Regions from separate parts of the Sus scrofa genome. Here all the other regions are linked to region 2. The links are chromatin contacts, called in public Hi-C and HiChIP or PLAC-seq maps. All regions are on one chromosome and are shown on one strand. The core of a region is the stretch at or near the end of the contact, and the rest is flanking DNA. Distances in the headings are between cores, read along the strand shown. Region 1 holds the start of THAP1 (THAP domain-containing protein 1). Region 2 holds the start of HGSNAT (heparan-alpha-glucosaminide N-acetyltransferase). Region 3 holds the start of HOOK3 (protein Hook homolog 3).

Region 1 (2,700 bases), core at 73-2,572, 220 kb after region 2:
TTTTCTCCTTTTAGGGCCTCACCCGCAGCATATGTAGGTTCCCAGGCTAGGGAACTAATCGGAGCTGTAGCTGCTAGCCACGGCCACAGCAATTGGGATCCGAGAAACACGTGAGGTAGACCACAGCAACCGGGTCTCAACCCATTGAAACCCGAGTCCTCACGGATACTAGTCGGGTTTGTTAACCACTGAGCCAGGAGGGAGGGGGAACTCCTTCCTCATTCCTTTTTTTTTCGTCTTTTTAGGGCCACTAATGGCCACACTCGAGGCATGCGGAGGTTCCCGGGCTAGGGGGTCTAATCGGGGCTAGAGCTTGCCCGCCCTGCACCACAGGTACAGCACCGCCATTTCCGAGCCGCGTATGCGAACTACACCACAGGTCACCGCAACTCCGGATCCTTAACCTGCTGAGCAGGACAGGGATCCAACCTGCAACCTCATGGTTCCTAGTCGGATTCGTTTCCACTTGCGCCACAGTGGGAACTCTGTGTCTTCCTCATTCTTGTTTCCACTACCAGCAAGCCCTGGTGTTTCTACCTGTTAGCATAGGCATCTACTCCTTGGTCCAAAGTTGCCAATCTCCTGTCTGCTTGCAACAGCCTCTTAATTGGTCTGCTCTTATTAATTGGTCTGCTCACTCACTGTTGCCCCTCCCTGATAAATTCTTGGCATAATAGCCAGAATGACCTTTTATTTTTTTATTTTTTAGTCTTTTGCTGTTGTTGTTGCTATTTCTTGGGCCGCTCCCGCGCATATGGAGGTTCCCAGGCTAGGGGTCGAATCGGAGCTGTAGCCACCGGCCTACGCCAGAGCCACTGCAACTCGGGATCCGAGCCGCGTCTGCAACCTACACCACAGCTCACGGCAACGCCGGATCGTTAACCCACTGAGTGGGGGCAGGGATCGAACCCGCAACCTCATGGTTCCTAGTCGGATTCGTTAACCACTGCGCCACGACGGGAACTCCCCAGAATGGCCTTTTAAAAACGTTTATTAGATCATGTCTCTCCCCGCCTAAAATGGCTCAGCGGCTTCACGCTGCAGTATGCCCCCACCCACTCACTGGGCTCTGCCATTGCAGGCCCCATTCAGTTCCTAGAAGACAGACCTTTTTACTGCCTCCAGGCCTTAGCACGCACTTCTTGTGGCAGAAACCCTCTCCCCCCGACCCGTTGTTTGGTTCTCAGATTTAACATTCCCTTCTCAGAGAGTAGGCAGTGACCCTCTCCTTACTACCCTCATCTCGGCATTCTAATGTATTCAGGCACCTGAGCACACTGTGATTTTATTTACATTTTTATTGTCTGTTTCCCCTTACTAGGACTTAAGCTACGAAGACTGGGCCTATGCTAGTCTTGCTCACCAATTAAAAAAAAAGAAATTATGAGCCATGAGATTACTCAACAGCCCGTTATCGACACAGACGAAAGGAGCCGGCCAAAAGGGCTGCAGCTGTTGGCGAGTCCCAACACGGCACCTGGAGATCATTAAGATAACTGCAGCATTAGTGAGAGAAGCCCCTAGAGACTGGGCTCGCGGTGTGTGCAGGTGCGGGCTTTCCTGGCTAAACTCTTCACCTGGGCTCCGCAAAGCCTCAGAATACCTGAAGCAGGTAAGAGAGGTTAGCGGGCCGGGAAGGGAGTCCACCAAGTTTTACACATCACGCCATCTGGGACCGCCCTTTTAGAGAAACAAGGCAATTATGCAACGACCTCAGCTTTACACCTGTCCTGCTTCAGGCCAGCAGACCCAATAGACGGTAGAGTGCCGCGAATCTGAACCGCCCAGCATAAGTAACCCCAAGCAGCACCGCCGGGGCGGAATCGGTCCTGCGCTCCCACCCCCCTCTCCCAGGTAATTACTCCTTCCTTCCGGAAGCTCGGAGGCCCCGCCCACTTCCGCAACGCTCAGTCCGCCGCGCGGCGGGACTCAGCCAATGGCCTGCTTCCCAAGAAACGTTACCTCTGACCTCAGGGCTAATCAAGAGACAGTAGGACTAACGCCTCGCGAGAGGTGAGGTTGAAGCTGTCTCCGCCATCTTGGAGACGGGAGACGGGCGATGGCTGTGGTCCTTCTGCTAATGCAAACAACAAAACGGACACATTAGTCGCTCCCGAGTGAGCCTCTCGTCATTGTAACTGTTGACCAAAGCTACGGAAGAAGAGAGGGTGTCAAAGTCGAGCGCGACGACATTGATAGCAGCCTCAACTGCCTGCTGGGGCGGCAGAAGTGAAGTAACCAGGACCGGAAGGATGGTGCAGTCCTGTTCCGCCTACGGCTGCAAGAACCGATATGACAAGGACAAGCCCGTTTCTTTCCACAAGTAAGTATCCTGAGCGCCTCCTGGGCCTCGCAGGGGCTGGGGGCGCGCGGCCCTGCTCGGGGGCGGGGCCAGGCGCGTGTCCGCGCGAGACCTAGTGGGAGGGGCGGGGCGCCGTCTGGCGCTGGGACGGGGAGCGGTGGGCGTGCCCCTGGCGTCACCCGCGGCGCTCCGCCCCGGGATGCGCGTTCTCGGTTGCGTCGCCGCGGAGGCTGTTCCTCGCGCTCCAGTTTCTAGCGGAGCTCAGGGTAGCTAGTTCGCGGCCCACCCACGAAGCCTAGAATTCCCGTGAGTCGTGGGGTGTCCAGACCGAGAGGCAGCTGGGTCTCACCACCAGGGTCGTAGAGAAGCCAGGTAGTAATGCCACTTTAGCCGTAAAG
Region 2 (2,702 bases), core at 68-2,567:
AATCACGAACCGGATGTCCTGCACTTGGCTAGTCCCACCAACCCGGACCACAGCATCCCCTGGAAGGGACTTGGGACTAGGGTCCTGGTCCAAGTTGTTGTAGGGGAAGACCCTGGAATTTGCCTTTTTTTCCATTTCCCTCGCGAGCTCCGAGACTGGCAAGCTGAGGAAACGCTCGCTGAGCAGAGGGCCGCTTGTCCCCGCCGGACGTCAGCATGACCCTCGCCGGCCCCTCCTGGGCCGTGGACCTCGCCCAGGGCTTCCCCGCCGGCCGCAGCCCCGGCGCTTCTCCGGTCACCGTGGAAACGGAATCGCCCGGCGGAGCTGGGGAGGCGCGCTTGAGATCCAACACCTCGTCTCCGCCCCCAGCTCCCGAGGCTGCAGCAGCCCGCAGCCCAGCCCCGCAGACTCGGCTTCTCTGTCCCGCCGCGCACCGGGCTGCACACTTGGGCCGCAACTGCCGCGGATCGCCTTGATGCAGCGGAGGATGGAGGGCGCCGTCCCGGCTCTGATCAGCTTTGGATTTGAGGGGCCACAGGCCTCCAGGTCAAAGCACTCTATGGAGGCCGGGGCGCCCACCTCGCCCTCCCGCGCCCTCCCCCTGGTCGGGCCGCCTTCGGATGAGGGCCGGCCTCCTCGCACAAGCCCTGGCCCAGCTGCAGCGGCGCAGCGGAAACGACACGGGAGTTCCGGGCGCCGCTCCCCCTCTGAACCCCAGCCCGAACGCCGCCCCAGGGAAGGGACAGTCGCCGCCCCGCGGGCCCAGCCTTAAGTCTCACTTACCTGGCGTCGGGGAGCTGCCGGGGGCCAGCAGCGCGGCGCTAAGCACGGACGCGGCCAGCAGCAGCGCAGCCAGCGCCCGTCCTGCGCCCCGAACAGCGTTCATGCCGCCGGCTGCCCCGGGCCGCCGCCCCCGCGCCGCCGCCGCTCGGCTCCGGACGCCAACGCCGCGCTGCCGGAGATCGCGTGGCTCCTCCGCAGACTGTAGCGCGCCCGTCATCGCCGGGCTCTTGGCCCCTCGCCCCGCCCCGAGCCGCCGCGGGGGCGGGGCGAGGGCGGGGCGGGGTTGGGACGGGGGGAGTCCACCAAGCCTGGAGCCCAGGCCCCACGCGCTGAGCAGGGCTCTAATCCCGGCAAGAGAAGCTGAAGCGGCTTAGCTGCTGCTCCCGGGTCTTCACCACCGGCTGAGCGACCTTCCGCTGAATCCCTGCGTCCAGCTATTCACCCTGCAAACGGGTGTTAGTGCTCTCTGTCCACTGTCCTGCAAAAGCCACGGTAAGCCAGGCAGGCAGAGTCCCGGCCCCCAGAGAGTTTACTACCCAGAGAGGGAGTTGCAACATAAAAACCACCGTGTGCTACCACCCCTTGGAAGAGCTCCTTGCTAGTCCCTGATTGGCAAGTTCAAGGCAGGCAGGCACAATGACCCCCCCAATTCCACTACTGACTTTGCGCCCAGAGAAACTATCACACTTTTAAGGGAACAGACACAATAAAGCTTTGTGGCGGACTTTGAAATTGCAAACATTTGTAAATGATCTAGAGATCTAAGTGCCCATCAATGGAGAAAGTGGATAAATTATGTTGCAATGTACACAGCAGTAGAAGTGATCTAGTTACCCGTGTCCACATAAATGAATCTCAAAGTAAGGCTGAGAGGGAAATACAAGTTGCAGAAATATCTTTGTAATAACATACATAGAGAGTAAAGCCAAGAAAAACAATACTTATGTACCTGGAATAAAAGTGTAAAGACACACATGGTTGGAAATAGGGAGGGTGCACAATGTTGAGAGCCAGCTTTACAATAGCTTCAGCAGCAAAGTTTTATTGCTTAGCTAGGGTGATACGTTTATGGGTGCTCTCTATGTTATTTTTTATACCTGTCTGTATATCGAATTACTTTTTAATTTTGTAAAGCTGCAACACAGTGTGATGAATGCTGTGTTTATAGAAAGACAAGATGCTAAGGAAGCATTTGGTGGACTCGCCTAAGCTAGTCTGGGAAGTCTCCCAGGAGAACTGACATTTAAACTGAGTCCTAAGGGATGTTAGCCTGGAAAAGGGAGGAAGAGTGTTCCTAACAGAAGGAACAGCCTTTACAAAGGCTCAGAGAAAACATGGCTCAGTGCAGGAACTGAAAACGACCTGGTGTGACTGAAGAATTCTGTAAGGGGAAGGAGGTGACAGGAGGTTTGCCTGATAGTAGAGCCACAACTAGGCTTCCTCTTCTTTTTCTTTTTTCTTTGTCTTCTTAGGGACATACCCACAGCATATGGAAGTTCCCAGGCTAGGGGCCAGATCGGAACCTACACCACAGCCACAGCAATGTGGGATTTGAGCCGCATCTGCGACCTAAACCACAGCTCACGACAACACCAGATCCTTAACCCACTGAGCGAGGCCAGGGTTTAAACCCACATACTCGGATACTAGTCGGGTTCTTTACTGTTGGGCCACAATGGGAACTCCTAGGCTAATTCTTAAGGTCAGCAGAAAGCTGTTGAAGGGTTTTAAGGTAGAGAATAACTTTCAGGAGAGTTATGGTCATGAACTGCCTCATCAAGGTCAGCCACATAAGTTTTCTCAGCCTCTATGCCGGAGGCGGGGGAAGAAGTCCAGTTACTCCCTTTTCCTCCTCCCCTTGCCCGCACTTGCCAAACTCCCAGGAGTGGAGGGACACTGGTATATAAGCAGTATGGCAG
Region 3 (2,826 bases), core at 249-2,748, 170 kb after region 2:
TCTATTCCTTCCACAGTATCAAAGAATGTGGTAATCCTTTCCTTTATCACTCCTCTGCCCAGGCCAACCTGGGCCACGTTATGCAGCTTATCTGTTTTTCTCTCTAAAACACAGCAGTGAAACCCATTTTCCCACGTGAAATTGAAACCCATTACAGCTGTAAGCTGTATGTTAACTACATACAATTGCAAATAATTAGTAATGCCAAGAATGCCCTAATATAAAAGTTACTGAATACATCAAGATCAAGCTCTGCCATCGTACTGGCTTCAGAAAACAGACTTGTGACATAGACAAATCATGAAAATCTCAGAGTATTCTGATTACATGCGTTACAACCAACTTAAGGCAACCTAAAGCAGTGCTCCTCCAACCTTTCCACCGAAATGCCCCCACGCAGGACAGTGACTATACTCCAGGTATCTAAATGTTATCACCCGAGGTACAGCCAAACCAAATTTGTGTGGCATCTGTGTTTTACCTTGAACATTAATATAAACGCTGTAGTCACTTCCATAAATACATCTGTGTTTTACTCTAAAAGTGATATTAAACGTTTTTGGCATTGAGTAAAATGAATGCTCCCTAAAGAAGCACCAGGTTTATCCCATGGCTCTGCAGATCTACACACACACACACACACACACCACACACACACACACTTCGAGAAGCACACAAGCATGGATTTTATATCTAACTGTAAGAAGAGGCTGCTAAAAGCATGGTCGTTGGCACTGGAACCGAACACATATTTACAGTAACTGAGGATTTTAACGAGCATTTAATATTTTAACATCGGAACCCCACGACGTTGCCCCCCAGCTGTCGAGTCCTCTGACTGTTGCCCAAAAACCTCCCGGATTTATCTCCATCTCGAGCGCCTTCACTAGGAACCTCCACTCGGCTCACTCCCTTCGCAATCCGGATGCCCCGGCCTCCAGTCCCGGCCCAGCGTTCCCCGGCCGCTCGCCCTCCCGGACTGCGCTCCGGCCGGCGTGCGTGACAACAAAGGCGCGAGCGTCCGGGCCGCCGCCCGTGACAGCGCCGCCGGCACCCGGCCCTCGGCCTCCACCCCGCGCCTCAGGCCCCGTAAGTTTCCCTCGGACCCCGCCGGGCCTCCCGCCGCAGACGCTGCAGCCCCGGCGTTCCGGCTCCCCGGCCCGGGCCCCGGATGTGACGGCACCGCCGCCCTCGGCGCCCGCCGGGGCGCGGGGGACCCCGGGCGGCGGCCTGGGGGAGGGGGCCTCCGACCGCCGCCGCCACCACCTACCCAAGTGAGGAGGCTCTCGCACAGCTCCACCCGCTCCAAGGACTCCACGTTGAACATCTTCCCGCTGGGGTTCGGGGCCGCCCCGCTGCGCCAGGAAGCCTGCGGCTCGGCCTGGGGCTGCGTCCGAGGGTCCACCCGTCAGTCCGCCCGGCCGCCGACTCCGTCCGGCGCTGGCGGCGGCTCCCGCAGCGTCACCGGCTCCCCTCCTCCTCGGGCCCTCGGGACCGCGCGCCCTCCGCGCGCGCGCCCTCCCGCCGCGCGCCCCCGCCTACAGCCCCGCCCCCGCCGAGAGCGCGGCCCGGCCTGAGCCGTCGGCCGCCCAGTCCTGCGCACGACCGCACACGCCGCCGCCGCCAGCCGGGTCGCTGCGCGTCGCCCCCGCGCGCGCCCGGCCGCCAGTCTCAGCCGCGCCCTCTGGGAAGCGCGGCAGTGCGCGTGCGCCGCGCCCGCGCTCCCGGCCAGACGGAGGCAGCGAGTGGTCGCCCGAGAGGGTGGCGGGGCGGCCCGGAAACAGTCCGTGGCCGCGGTTCCCGGGAGCTGGCGAGGTGTCCTCCACGGTGCAGAGGTACGCGCGGTCGAGCGGCGGGACCCCGGCGTGGGCGGGACGACTTTCCTCTGGGAGCCGGGGGGCCCGGGCGCCCGCGCGGGGCGGGCCGACGTGGCGGGCTCGGGGCGCCCCTTCCCGGCTGCGCGGACATCGGTGCCCCGGAAACTAGTTACTGGAAGTCGGGAGAGGGGGTGGGCGGGCGACGGGCCCCGAGGACCGCTACCTTCCCCGGGCCTGCACCTCCCCCTTTTCTCGGTGGCCTGGGATCGTCCTCGAGCTCTTAACGGAGGCGATAATCTCTGCAGGGCAACCGAAGAGTTGTAGTTGGGTGCAGAAAAGTGCATAAGGCAGAAGTGTTTAAGGAGTGATTAATTAGTAGTCAAACACTCAGGTGAAAACAACACTGCCGGCGCCTCTGGAGTTCCTCCCGCATCTGGCGTTCCTTTCTGAGCATCTTCCTCTATAGACCGATTTTATGATAATTCACTTTCTCGAATTTAGCTTTACCACCTAAATGCGCATGCCTAAACAACCGTTTTACTTTGCCTGGTTTTGAACTTTTATCAGGAATCATCGTGTTATTTTTGGCTTTGCATTAACAGTAAGTTTGTGCAGATCTATAGGTAATTTTCATTCCTGTCTAGTGCTCCATTGCATGAATATAGCAGTATATCCACTCTACTGTTGATGGGCATTTTATTTCTGGCTAAGAACAATGATGTAAGGTTTTTATCCCAAGATAGTGTAAATGTGTAAGAGTTTCTTTTAGGGTACATGCGTTGGAGACCTAGAATTGTTGAGTCAAAAGGTGTCCATAACTTTAGGAGCTAATGCCAAATTTTATTTGGAGTGCAGCAAAGTTAACTTCCCAGGATACATCCTTATTTGGCTTGTGGTTCCTGGAGCCCCCTATTTCCATGAAGACTAGGTTTTGTCATTGAGTTTTCAGAACTCCCAAGACAGCGTTGAGTTTTGGAGTTCCCTAAGTGGCCTAGTGGTTGAGGATTGG

The links. Hi-C and Micro-C count contacts between places; a contact is called where the count stands out from the background. HiChIP or PLAC-seq counts read pairs in DNA pulled down with a chosen protein or histone mark.
Region 1: a contact with region 2 is called in an H3K27ac HiChIP or PLAC-seq map of alveolar macrophages. The contact joins the promoter of THAP1 here to the promoter of HGSNAT in region 2. A contact is called at or near these places in 1 of 5 promoter capture datasets (liver), 1 of 47 Hi-C or Micro-C datasets (liver) and 2 of 2 datasets of contacts at active chromatin or transcription factors (alveolar macrophages and skeletal muscle).
Region 3: a Hi-C map of skeletal muscle shows a contact between it and region 2, with 5 times the contacts expected there. The contact joins the promoter of HOOK3 here to the promoter of HGSNAT in region 2. A contact is called at or near these places in 1 of 5 promoter capture datasets (liver), 2 of 47 Hi-C or Micro-C datasets (liver and skeletal muscle) and 1 of 2 datasets of contacts at active chromatin or transcription factors (alveolar macrophages).

The regions. Positions count from the first base shown.
Region 1 is chr17:11,771,943-11,774,642 of Sscrofa11.1, reverse strand. THAP1 (THAP domain-containing protein 1) reads left to right here and starts at 1,322. Exons shown (of 3, transcript XM_003359869.4): 1 at 1,322-2,323. The coding sequence starts at 2,253.
Region 2 is chr17:11,988,487-11,991,188 of Sscrofa11.1, reverse strand. It overlaps HGSNAT (heparan-alpha-glucosaminide N-acetyltransferase), which reads right to left and starts at 1,317. Exons shown (of 18, transcript XM_021078288.1): 1 at 784-1,317. The coding sequence starts at 1,000.
Region 3 is chr17:11,816,668-11,819,493 of Sscrofa11.1, reverse strand. HOOK3 (protein Hook homolog 3) reads right to left here and starts at 1,498. Exons shown (of 23, transcript XM_021077846.1): 1 at 1,271-1,498. The coding sequence starts at 1,327. RNF170 (E3 ubiquitin-protein ligase RNF170) reads left to right here and starts at 1,574. Exons shown (of 7, transcript XM_021077851.1): 1 at 1,574-1,835.